Linked DNA regions of Sus scrofa: region 1 is linked to region 2. A link is a contact called in public promoter capture Hi-C data. All regions are on one chromosome and are shown on one strand. The core of a region is the stretch at or near the end of the contact, and the rest is flanking DNA. Distances in the headings are between cores, read along the strand shown. Region 1 holds the start of ALOXE3 (hydroperoxide isomerase ALOXE3). Region 2 holds the start of LOC110255906 (collagen alpha-2(V) chain-like).

Region 1 (5,692 bases), core at 2,935-5,434, 240 kb before region 2:
CATCCCCTCGGGTTGGACAGTTTCGTCTCTGGGCGGGCCAGGCCCATTCTTGGTCACCTCTAAGAAGCGCACTCCGTGGTCGGCGCGCAAACGCGATCCGGGGGCACCCCCAGCTCCTGCATCCCCCCTCCCTTCTTCCCCCTGCCACTTTCCCCCTCTCTCCCCACCCCTTTCTGTCTCTGCGCCCTCCCCTCCCTTCTGTAGAACCTCCGGAACCCGAAGCTGGAGAAAGCAGAGATACTGGAGTTCGCCGTGGGCTACTTGAGGGAGCGAAGCCGGGTGGAGCCCCCCGGTACAGCGCGGGGGTGGGGCAGCAGAGGGAGGGAGGGAGGGGGGATTCACCCGGGCCCGGGCCGGGGTAGGAGGGCCGGTGGACGGTGGGCTCGGGGAGTGGCAGGCTCTACTACGAGGCGAGGTTAATAATAACACCCGCGCGTGTCTGTCTCTGTGTCTCCCTCATTTTCTCCCTCTGTCGGTCCATCTGGCTTCCTGTCTCTGTGCGCCTGTCCGGCCTCGGTATCTCTGCGCCCCGCCCCTTCCCTCACCCCTGCTGGGACCCCTGCCCTGCCCGCCCGCCCTCCCGCCGGTCGCAACCGCTGCCGCGGCTCCAGGGGTTCCCCGGTCCCCCGCCCAGGACGCCGAGGCGCTCGCCAGCTGCTACTTGTCCGGCTTCCGCGAGTGCCTGCTTCGCCTGGCGGCCTTCGCGCACGACGCCAGCCCGGCCGCCCGCGCCCAGCTCTTCTCCGCGCTGCACGGATACCTGCGCCCCAAGCCGCCCCGGCCCGAACCGGTAGATCCAAGGCCCCAGGCGCCGCGCCCACCGCTGGACCCCGCCGCCCCAGCGCCTGGCCCGGCGCTGCACCAGCGCCCGCCAGTGCACAAGGGCCCCCCTAGCCCGCGCTGCGCATGGTCCCCGGCCCCCTGCTCCCCCCGCGCCGGGGATTCCGGCGCGCCGGCCCCCCTCACCGGACTGCTGCCGCCGCCGCCGCCGCCTCACAGACAAGAGGGGGCGCCCAAGGCCCCGCCGCCCCCGCCGCCCGCTTTCTGGAGACCTTGGCCCTGAGCTTTGAGGGGTGGGGTGGGGGCGGGGGCTGGGGGGTGGGGTAGAGACTCCAGCCCGAGGGCAGCAGAGGGACCCGGGCGTCGGGGCGAGGAGGTGTTGGGGAGGGCGGCGGGGCGCGCGGGCGTAGCGCGCGGGTGAGATGTGGTCTATATTAGAGTATCTATATAAATATATATTTCCCTGGTTCCTGTCCCTTCTCCCTGCCCTCCTTGCGTCTAGGATTGTACCCTCTGCCCCCGGCCCAGCCCCAGTCCCCTCCCGAGTCCCTAGTGCATGGAATAAAGTGGTTATTCAATCCCCGTGTGTCCCCTAGCCAGGGGCCTGCCTTTATCTCGGCGTCCACGCCCACTTTCCTTCCGCTTCTGTCTCCCAACCCCCAGTCCTGCTCTCCTTGGCCCAAGCCGCGGGGCACACAGGTAAGTAAAGAGCAGAGCGGAGGCTGAGGTTGGACTGAAGCCGGATGGCAAACACTTGAGATAGGGTAGGGAGAGAAGGGATAGGAGCCTCTAAGAAAAAGCCAGATATAGAAAGGAGGGAAAAAAAAAAAAAAATGAATAAATGAAAATAAAACCGACTCTGGTGGGATTCGAACCCACAACCTTTGAATCGCTCTTTCGTCACTAGAAGTCCAATGCGCTATCCATTGCGCCACAGAGCCACCTGGCGGGCGGCGGCATCCGTCGGCTTACGGGTACTAGAATGGAAAAGGGGCGGGGGTGGGGGAGGGTTGCGAGGGAATTGGGCGTGGCTTGGCAGGAGCGCGTGGTTTGGACCTCGCGGAGTCCTGCTTGAAAGAGGTAGCGTGCCCTAAGCACGCGAGCCAGGTGGGAGTGCGGGGGCGCAGGGGTGGAAGAAACAAAGAGAGAGCAACTGACTATGAGCCAGCAAATACAGAGATCCAGGCGCCCGCTTGAGGGATGCTTCCAGGTCAGGCGCACCCCACTCCCAGATGTGGCCCCATCCGTAAAAATAAACTTGTTGTGTTGGAAATGTCTGCGTGTCTCTGTTTCCTCTGGTCTATGTGCTTTGACATTCATTGCTTTGTTTTCCGGTGGGATCTCGATGTTCCCAAGGAAGACCACCCTATTTAACACAATCATCTGCAGTACTACTGCTCCCTGCTAGTCTCTTAGGAAGGCTGTGGGGAGAAACTGCTTCCACGCAGGTAGCGTGGCCGAGCGGTCTAAGGCGCTGGATTTAGGCTCCAGTCTCTTCGGAGGCGTGGGTTCGAATCCCACCGCTGCCAGACCAGAGTTTTTCTCAACAGTCTCCGCACTCTCGAATTCACAAAACTCCTTGTGGGATATTCCTTAGTTTTATGATAACTCCTGACAGTGGTCTCACCGTCTTCTCTCTCTCAAACCTGGACTGAGGCTAAGTCTGTATCCCAGCTCCAAACCAAGCCCTGATGGAAACTTGCAGAGTAACCTATCTTCATACCCGATCTGCACTTTAACAAGTCATCCTATAACACTCTTAACTGTCAAAGCAACGCGCTATGTATTTGACTTACTGTATGTTCCCCTGACGATGTGCTAGGAGCTCGAATTATCTAGTCTGAAAAGCTCAAACGATAACATCCTAGTTTTTCTTTCCAGATCCTCTTAGAACATAAGAGAACATCATATATGTAACTAATGAATAATATGATAGAATATATAGATAGTAAATTAAGACCGAAAAAAAAAAACCTAAGGTTCCACCGAGATTTGAACTCGGATCGCTGGATTCAGAGTCCAGAGTGCTAACCATTACACCATGGAACCCCTTTCAAAACGTCTTTCTAAGACTCTATATATATAAAACTGAATTTCCTATTCTGCACGATTACCTACTTCGCCATTCACAGAGGGTAAAACAAAAGCAGTTATTGGATAGCGTGGCTACTGCTATCCAGTACCTGAAATATGTATTTGAATGTGCTATAAGTATAAAATACACACTGTAACCTGATGACAGTATAAAAACAATGGCTAAAATTTCATTAATAACTTAAAAATACTGATTACATGATAACATAAGATTTAGGATATACTGGGTTAAATAAAATGTTATTCAAATTAATTTCAAAAATATTAAATTAACCTATTTCTTAGTACTCTTTTTAATGTGGCTACTAGAACATTCGCCTGTATGGCTTGCATATGTCCTGCTTGAAAACATCTCTACTTTCTCCCCACTGTCATTCGTTCCACCTTTTGAATAAAGCCCTGACGCAGTTAATACTACTTCCTTTTAAATCCAAGTTATAAATTTGCTTTACTCTTTCATTCTGTTCAAAGGAATACAAATATTTGCTGTATTCAAAATAAATCTAAAGATGACATCAACTACCAGCGAGGAAGAAAAACGGAAGAAACAGAAAAACAGTTACGCCCGAACAGGGACTTGAACCCTGGACCCTCAGATTAAAAGTCTGATGCTCTACCGACTGAGCTATCCGGGCTCTCGCCTATAGTTCTTCTACCAGTTATAAGAGTTTCCCCGCATGACTATGACGTCTTAAGGAAGCAGAGACGTACTGCTTGCTTTCGCGCAGGAGGTTCCAGAACGCACCTGGAAGAAGCCGTCGAAGCCAGTGGCCGGTGACTGCGCTTTATCAGACTCCCTCGGTACAGTTTAGGACCCTGGGCTGGAGCGCCGTTAAGGCTGGTCAGGTGCGGTATTGGTACCGGCCGCGCGGGGCCGCTGCGGGCCACGGGCTTCCCTCGAGGAAGAGTTTCACCCCAGTTAAGATGACCTAGATCCCAGGTACCCCAGGCTCCCGGGCACCCGCCTACTGTCCCAAGGCCAAGGGCGGGCCCAGAGCGGAAAGAATGCCACACGGGGACCTCGGACGCTGCATGGTTCTCTGACCCGCCCTATTCCAAGGGAGAGACTGCAATCTGGCGACGGAAGACACAGAGGGTCTTGGGGGTGGTAGGAATTTAGCAGGTGACAGGACAGTTATTTCTGACCCCTATGCAGTGTGCAGGGATGTGCGTGCGACGAACGTGCATATGGCTGTAGTTACGTGTAGTTTATGGCTCACTTGCATATAGTGAGTCACATGAATGATGCACAAGTAGGAACGTGAGTGCCCTGTGCCCAGCTCTGGCCGAGAGACAGGAGAGGGTCTTGGGGAAGTTGGGAGTGAGTGGCCAAAGGCCGCAGGGAATCAGTTCGCCCCTGACCAGGAGGAGGGTGGTGTCTCAATCATAAAGGTATCACCTAATCCTTGTCTCCATCTCGGCATCTGGTCCCTCCCTTCTCAATAGGAGCTGATATCCAACCAACCGATGAACTCGGCCCTGCCAGTCAGAGGAACAGGCTGTGCCAGAGGCAAACAACTATTAGGGCACAAGACTGGGCGGGGAGAGGGAGCAAGGATAGCAGCTTGGAGCTTCCGGAGAGAGAAAGCCAGCTCAAGAGCATCCCAGAGAGAGCTGGGTTTTCCTCGACGGTCTATCCTGTCCTGCATCCCCACCCCAGGCCCTCACACAGCAGCTCAGCAGCCCAGCCGCCCAGCCCTGCCTGGTCTGTGGCTCACCTCCTCCAGGCTGGCTGCCAGGGGGACGCCCCTCCTTCTCTCCCATCATGGCTGTGTACCGCGTGTGTGTGACCACTGGTTCCTACCTGAAGGCAGGCACCCTGGACAATATTTCCGTCACACTGGTGGGCACATGCGGTGAGAGCCCCAGGCAGCGGCTGGATCGCATGGGCAGGGACTTCGCCGCTGGATCGGTGAGTACAGAGGGGAGAGGGAGGAGGGGCTGCAGAGGCAGGGCTGGCAGGGGACTCTGAAGGAGGGAGGGTCTTCCCTCTAGGACTCCTCAAATCTCACAGACCTCGTCACCACCCCTATTCTGGTCCCTGTCTTTCCTGCGGACCCTAAATCCTACCCAGGCAGGGCTGTGACGCAGGAGCCCTGGGCAGGGGCTCTGGAGAATTCCACTGGCTTCCTAGTTCCTCCTCCAATAATTGAAGGTGGGCTTGCTCTCTCAGCCTGGGTTTCCTCTTCTCTGGAGGGGGTCCACCTGCCTCTGCCAGGCCCCAGGACTGTTTACCGGTGTTCTGATCAAGGTGGGGGCTCCAAGGAGGCAGGGCTGGCAGAGTCCCCCTCTGTTCCCATGGGGCTGGGGGGTGGGGGTGGGGCAGCCATGTGGCCGCTTCTGCCTGGATGAAGGGCGCGCTTTCTAATTCATACAAAGGCTCCACAGGGGTTATCGGTGGCTGAGGCTTATACGTCAGACAGGTGTAGGGGCAGATGCGCTTTTCAAGGGGGCAAGGATCACCCTGGCAGGTCCTTGCCTCTCACCTGCTTGCTCCCTTGGCCTGCAGGTGCAGAAGTACAAGGTGCGCTGCTCTCAGGAGCTGGGTGAACTCTTGCTGCTGCGGCTCCACAAGGAGCGCTACGCTTTCTTCCCCAAGGACTCCTGGTACTGCAGCCGCATCTGCGTCACTGCCCCAGACGGCACCCTTTCCCACTTCCCCTGCTATCAGTGGATCGAGGGCTACTGCACCACAGAGCTTCGAACAGGAACAGGTGGGCCAGAGGCGGGGGCTGGCCCGGGCTGCGGACAGCCTCTGCTGCCATCCAGTGCAGGCTCTCACAGAGCCCAGGGCATAGGGAACAGGGTGGGAGCTAGG
Region 2 (5,795 bases), core at 1,657-4,156:
AATATCTCTCCAAATCAGTTTCCAATCACCCTCCATAAGCCAGGCTGTTCGACCACTCTTATGGGGCAAAGCCCTGCCCATTCTAGGAAAAAAATCCCTCCAGGGTACCACATCTCAACTTTCCAGCTTGTAAACCCTAGCTAATTCAACTCAATAAGCAACTGAGTTGTAGCACTGAGCGGGGGGCTGGGGGGGGGAGGGTTCCTTGATGGTAGTTGAGAGGTTGGTGAAGTACAGGGATGAACCATTCACAGGCAACAGAAGGGAGATCCATAAACCAGAAAAGGCTGAACCACTCAAAAACCACATGGTGGGGATGCTCAGAGTTGGACTGGACCATTCTGAGGAGTGGGCATGATCTAGATCATACCAATCCTTCATGCATGTGGTGCAGCACTGGACTGCTGGGGAGGCAGGCTGCACTGCTCAGGGGCAGGACTTACCAGATGGAGTTTGGTGTGCCCTGTCTCATTGGAACCAATGCCCCAACAGCGGGGTGCAGCAGACCACAGCGGGTAGAGGTGGGTGTACTACCGGGCCGGCATGGTGCCTGGGGGAACCTAAAAGAAAAAAGCCGATTAAAGGTGGGATCCCTGATGCTGGAGAATTTTCCTGTCCCATTACTGACAGTCAGAGGGGATGGGAGAATCTGTTTCCATGGCAACCAGGAAAAGCCACTGGAAAGTGGTCCTCCAGGCTTTCCTTTTAGGAAGCAGCCTAGACCACAGAGGGAGGGGAGCATGCTATAGCATCTGTGATAAGTCAACAGTGGACACCCAACCCATGATTCCTCTTCTGACTGGACCCTCCTGCTGAGAGTCCCTGGTCTCAGAGTAGCCCCAACTGCCTGATACCTACACCCAAATCAGCTTCAGTCCTGGCTTCAGGCTCACAGAAACTATTTCTTCAGCTCTGCTGCCTCCCTAACCTTATCAAGACACCAGTCAACCCCACCCTGTGGACTCTGCCCCCTCTCCTTCCCCCAGGCGGGTGCAGGCAGATCTTGGTGAGAGCACAGGTGGCCAGACGAGATGAACGGGCCCAGCAGGGAGAAACCTTCCTCCTATGACTCTGGGCCTGGGTTTGGAAGTGGCCTCTGCTGCAAGCCTCCCTTCCATCCACCCCTCAAGGCCATATCCTGTTTCCCCATCACATCCTTCCTCTGTGTGGCCCAAGAAGGTGATAGGGGCCCACTCCCTCCCCTCCTAACTCTGAGACACAAGAACCAGGTGTCCATGCAGGGGTCAGACCTAAGTCTGCCCTCACCTCAAACTCACTCCTCAGGGACCTATGTTTTCTGCTCTCTTAGCCATAGTTCTCTACCCTTAAGGACCCAGACACTTGGGTCCCAGTCTAGCCTCTCCACTTCCGGCCTTCCAGCCCCCATCCTTCCCCCTGCCCCTAGAGACTCAGGCCCCCAGCCCCCAACCTCCATGATGCAATGTGCTGCAAGCTGCCTTGGCTGCTGATGACACTGCCCCCGGGGGGAGGTGCTATTTCTGACCCAAGCAAGGCCCCTCACCTGGCCAGAGTAGTGGTCAGCTGCAGGCTAGAGAGGCCAGGCAGGCAAGTTCCTTCTGCTGGAGAAGGGAGCTTGAGGCTGGATCCCTCCAGGACAGGGACGCTCAGAATGTGAGACCAGGGAGTGAGTGAGCGAGAGTCTATGTGTGTGTAGTCTGTAGCATTTGTATATGTGGTTGTGTTGAGGGAGAAAGGGAAGCTGGGGAGGGTCTAGCCTACAGAGAGGGGAGTGGCAGGCCTTAGGACAGACTAAGAGGAGGAGTGAGGGGCAGCCGAGGGGGTCAGCGGGGTGTGTATGGGGTGTCTGGACACCAGAGTGGGGGAGGGGCCAACAGCCGTTTAAAGGGCCAGCCCCAGAGCTTTAATCCCTCACCAGCTCTGGCCCCAAGCCGGAGGCTGTAATTCATCTGTCCAACAGCTGGGGTGGGTGTGTGTGGTGGGGGGGGGCATGTGGACGGGAAGGGGGAGCTGGGGGAGGGGCCGCGGCTTTCTTGTGCACAGAGCCAAACAACAAAAGGAAAAGCTGAAGGGCCAGCTCCAGTGTGCCCAGGCCAGGCTGCTGACCCACAGACCTGCCAGTGGCCCCCACCTGGTGGCCAACAGGCTCTGTAGTTTAGACTCATGGATTCTTGGCCAAGGACTCCATGAACCCAAAGGTGGGGCCCTGGAGAAGGCCCACGCTGAGTGCCCCCCCAGGCAGGCTGTCAGCCCTCCTTGCAGGTCCCAGCTGCAGCCCGATCCCAGACCTGGCAGGCCTCGCAAAAGATTCAGCCTCAAATGCCCTGCTCACCGGCCAAGCCTCCCCAGACATGGTCTGCCGGCTCGGCTCCCCCTCCCGCTGGCGCAGGGTGGCAGCGGCCACACCGAGGCTGTCCCTTTAAATCATTACCACCCCTGATGGTGTGGATGAACTGAGGGCCCTGCCCCCCAGGCAGGCAGCTTGCCACCTCCCCCCCACGAGTCCCCAGAAATGTGAGGGCCATTTAAAGGGACAACAGAGAGGCAGCCGGGTCCCTAACCGCCCCCGCCCCCACCCCGCGTACACTCGCAGCCCCTTTCCCCCACGACACACAGCCCCTTGCCCCTCCAGAGGGCCCCCCAAATTCCGGTTCTCTCCCCACCCCTAGAGACTGCTAGAGGAGAAAGGGGGCCAGAGTTGGGGGGCGGGGAACTGGGGGAGCGAGAAAAGGACAGGGACTCCCTCCTTCCTCAGAGCCCCAGGGGACAGGTCGGAAGGAAAGCAAAGCCAGGAGAAGCAGCGAGACAGAGCCCCGAAAGGTGCCGCGGGCAGACCTGGGACGCACAGGCTGTCGGGCGACGGGAAGGGAGTCAGGCTGCACGAGACGGCGGCGCGGCCGGCGGGTGACCAGCCCAAGTGGGGGAGATGGAACGAGGAGGGCCGGGGGAAAGCGGCAAGGCCGGGGGCGACGGGGAGACGGAACCGGGGAAAGGGGTCAGCCGGGAGGGTGTGGAGGAAAATCCGAGAAGGGAGGGCGAGCCAGGCCGGGGTTACCTGCTGGGTGTCTGTCCCCCGGCGGTGCCCCCGGAGTCCGGGTAGGGAGGGGGGAGCAGCAGGGGGGGAGTGGGGGCTGGGGGGGCGGGGGAGACGGTCCCTCCTCTGCCTCCTGGGCCTGCCCCGGCGCTTGCAGCCTCTGCCTCCCTCCCTCCTCCTCCCCGTCCCTGAGTCCCGGAGTCAAACAAAGAACTGTAGCAGGCTCTCCCCAACCCCCTCCCTCCTCCTCCTCCTCCTCCTCCTCCTCCACCTCCTCCTCCCCTCCCTCCCTCCCCACCAGCAGGCTCCCTCCTCCTCCCTTCCGGTCTCTTCCTTCAACTACCCGCCCCCCCCCCAGCCCCCAGCACTGGTCTCTCTACCCACCCACCCGAGCCTTTTACACACCCCTCGGCCAGCCCTGTCCCCGCAAAGGAAACCGTGGAGTCCCTCTGCAAAATTGAAAGGCTCCAGAGAACATGGGAGGGGATTGGGGTCTTGCTCAAAAATCGAGAACCACAATACAATTATTTTATTTTCACAGCCAGAGGAATAGTCTGAGCTGTCTCTTCTTCAAGAAGGGGGGGAAAAAATAATCCCAAAGAAAGCAATACAAATCTGACTAAAGCCCTCATCAAATAAAGTGCACAATGCAGTGGAAGCTAATCCCCAAACCCCTCTCCCCCCACCTACCAAATTAACACAAACTCTCCATTCCTAAGATCATGGTCAGTTGGAAGCAGGCTTACCAACCATAATAGTAAAATAATAACTAACAACATTTAACAAGAACAAGCATTTCATAACAAGCGTTCATTCAGTGTTCATTCTGTGCCAGGGACTGTGCTAAATGCTTTGCATAAATAATTTTGTTTTTCCCAGTCAACAGCCTAGAAGGTAGGTATTGATATTTAAATTTTCCAGATGAAGACTATGAGGCTCCGAGAGGTGGTCACCTTTCCAAGTACTTATAGCCACGAAGTGGCAGAGCTAGGAATGGAATCCAGGTCTGATCTGACAGCCCGAATTCTAAGGTATACAATAAGAGAAACCAGTATCCAATACCATAACCAACCCCAGGACTTAACAGAGAAGGGGAAACCATAGCTATCAAGTGAGTCCCCTTCCTTCAAGAGTGAGATCTACCCACCGACACAGAATAAAGGCCCTGACTTTCCTAATACAATCTAATACAGTTTCTTGACTCGCTTCCTCACTGTTGGGGGTGTGCGTGAGGTGCCACTGACTAAGGTCAGGGCTGAACTGGTATCCGGTGAATTCCGCATGCCACACACAGTTCTTCTGAGTGAGGAGCTATCTGGCAATTTCAACTCAAAAGGAGGGGGGGGCAACGAAACACTTGGCAATGCAGCAGGTGGGAAAGGAAAAAGACTGCTGGGAGGCTGGGGGAGGGGGGCGCTTGGAGGGAAAGCCCTTCTGTGCCAATCTAGGGAAAAAGTGACCCAGGGTTCTCTTAACCAGCAAAGGGGCAAAGTCTTTCCACTGCACCACACCCCGTGCCCCGCCCCCTCACAAAACTCCAGGCCAGGGTTTCCCACCTGCAGGGCCCTAAGGCCAAGGAAGAGAGAGGAGGGGAAAAAAGCAGGCACGGGGCTGCAACACGACTTGGGGGGTGGGGTGCGGAATGTAAAGGGGAGGAGGCCTCATCGCCTGGCAACTGTCCCTGGGCACGTGCAGTGGTGACATCATCCCAGGCAACCTTTAACACAGACCTTTGACCCCGAGGGGCGGAGAGGGGCCGCAGGCTAAGCTTCCTGGGAAACAGCCTTAGGAATTCTGGGAACCCAAAAAGGAGAGGAAGGAAGGAACCCAAGCGTCCCGCCCTTATCTATTGCCCCCGGTACGGCTCCAATCCCTGGGACTCGGGCCCCTCGGCTCCTCCTCTCCGGCTCCAGGCCTGACCTCCCAACCCACATTTCTGACGAAGTCCCGACACGCCTCTCTGAGATACTGTGCCTTCTCTCTCCCGGGCGATATCTCGGGTGGGGGGCGGGAGGTGGGCGACAGGGGCACCAGGTCCCGCGGGGCTCCGTCTCCCATCGGCGGGACCCCCGTGCCCCAGCCGGCCGCCAGCCGGAATCAGTCTGGGTCCCAACTCTCCTGCCCCTCCCCGCGCTGTTCCAGGGCGGAGTCTGTGGAGTTGAAATCAGGACACGGCAAGAGGAAGAGTTATATAACTGGGAGAAGCGAGAAGGACGAGTGGAGACCGGGAGAGACAGCCCGAAAGGAGCCGAGGGAGGTGCAAAGAGCACCAGGGCGAGTGGGGAAGAAACGATAAGGGATGGGAAGGATTTTGTTGCACATCAAAGAGGAGGAATTCACGCGAGGACAGGTTGTGATGGTCCGGGAAGAATCACCTGGGCCGTCCGGGGCTTCCCCGCAGCGCCCTCCCCCGCCACCAACAGCAGCTGGGCCCGAGCGAGTGAAGCCTCGGGAAGGGCGCAGATAACCGTTCCGTTCCTCTTGGGGAGGCAACCTAAGCCAGAGCCCGGGAAGGCAGCGGCGGAGCATATGGGGCCGGAAACCACAGCTCCGCCCAGCCCACCTGGGACGGTGGGGCGCCAGCTGGGGGTTGGTGCGGAACAGGTAGCTGGCCCCTCCCACCCCAGGCTGAGCAGTAACGGCTCGAGACCCCGAGAACGAAGGCCGGCGGACCCAGACGTCTGGGTCCCCAAGGGCTGAGGCGCTCAGCCCAGGACTAGCTTGCGAACGGAGACTCTAGATGGGGGCGGCGGGGGGCAGCGAGCGCTGACTCTCCGCGCAG

The links. Promoter capture Hi-C pulls out the DNA fragments that hold promoters and counts their contacts.
Region 1: a promoter capture Hi-C map of liver shows a contact between it and region 2, with 2.0 times the contacts expected there. The contact joins the promoter of ALOXE3 here to the promoter of LOC110255906 in region 2. A contact is called at or near these places in 1 of 5 promoter capture datasets (liver), 1 of 47 Hi-C or Micro-C datasets (heart right ventricle) and 1 of 2 datasets of contacts at active chromatin or transcription factors (alveolar macrophages).

Annotation. Positions count from the first base shown.
Region 1 is chr12:53,330,272-53,335,963 of Sscrofa11.1, reverse strand. ALOXE3 (hydroperoxide isomerase ALOXE3) reads left to right here and starts at 4,184. Exons shown (of 16, transcript XM_021067857.1): 1 at 4,184-4,786; 2 at 5,384-5,588. The coding sequence starts at 4,640. It overlaps TRNAK-UUU (a tRNA gene), which reads right to left and starts at 3,509; the gene lies at 3,437-3,509. It overlaps HES7 (transcription factor HES-7), which reads left to right. Exons shown (of 6, transcript XM_021067858.1): 5 at 205-292; 6 at 612-1,614. The coding sequence ends at 1,063. It overlaps TRNAQ-CUG (a tRNA gene), which reads right to left and starts at 2,829; the gene lies at 2,758-2,829. It also overlaps TRNAL-UAG and TRNAR-UCU.
Region 2 is chr12:53,088,769-53,094,563 of Sscrofa11.1, reverse strand. LOC110255906 (collagen alpha-2(V) chain-like) reads left to right here and starts at 2,906. Exons shown (of 4, transcript XM_021066316.1): 1 at 2,906-3,075; 2 at 4,576-4,657; 3 at 4,803-5,270. The coding sequence starts at 2,906. KDM6B (lysine-specific demethylase 6B) reads right to left here. Exons shown (of 26, transcript XM_021067833.1): 2 at 444-560.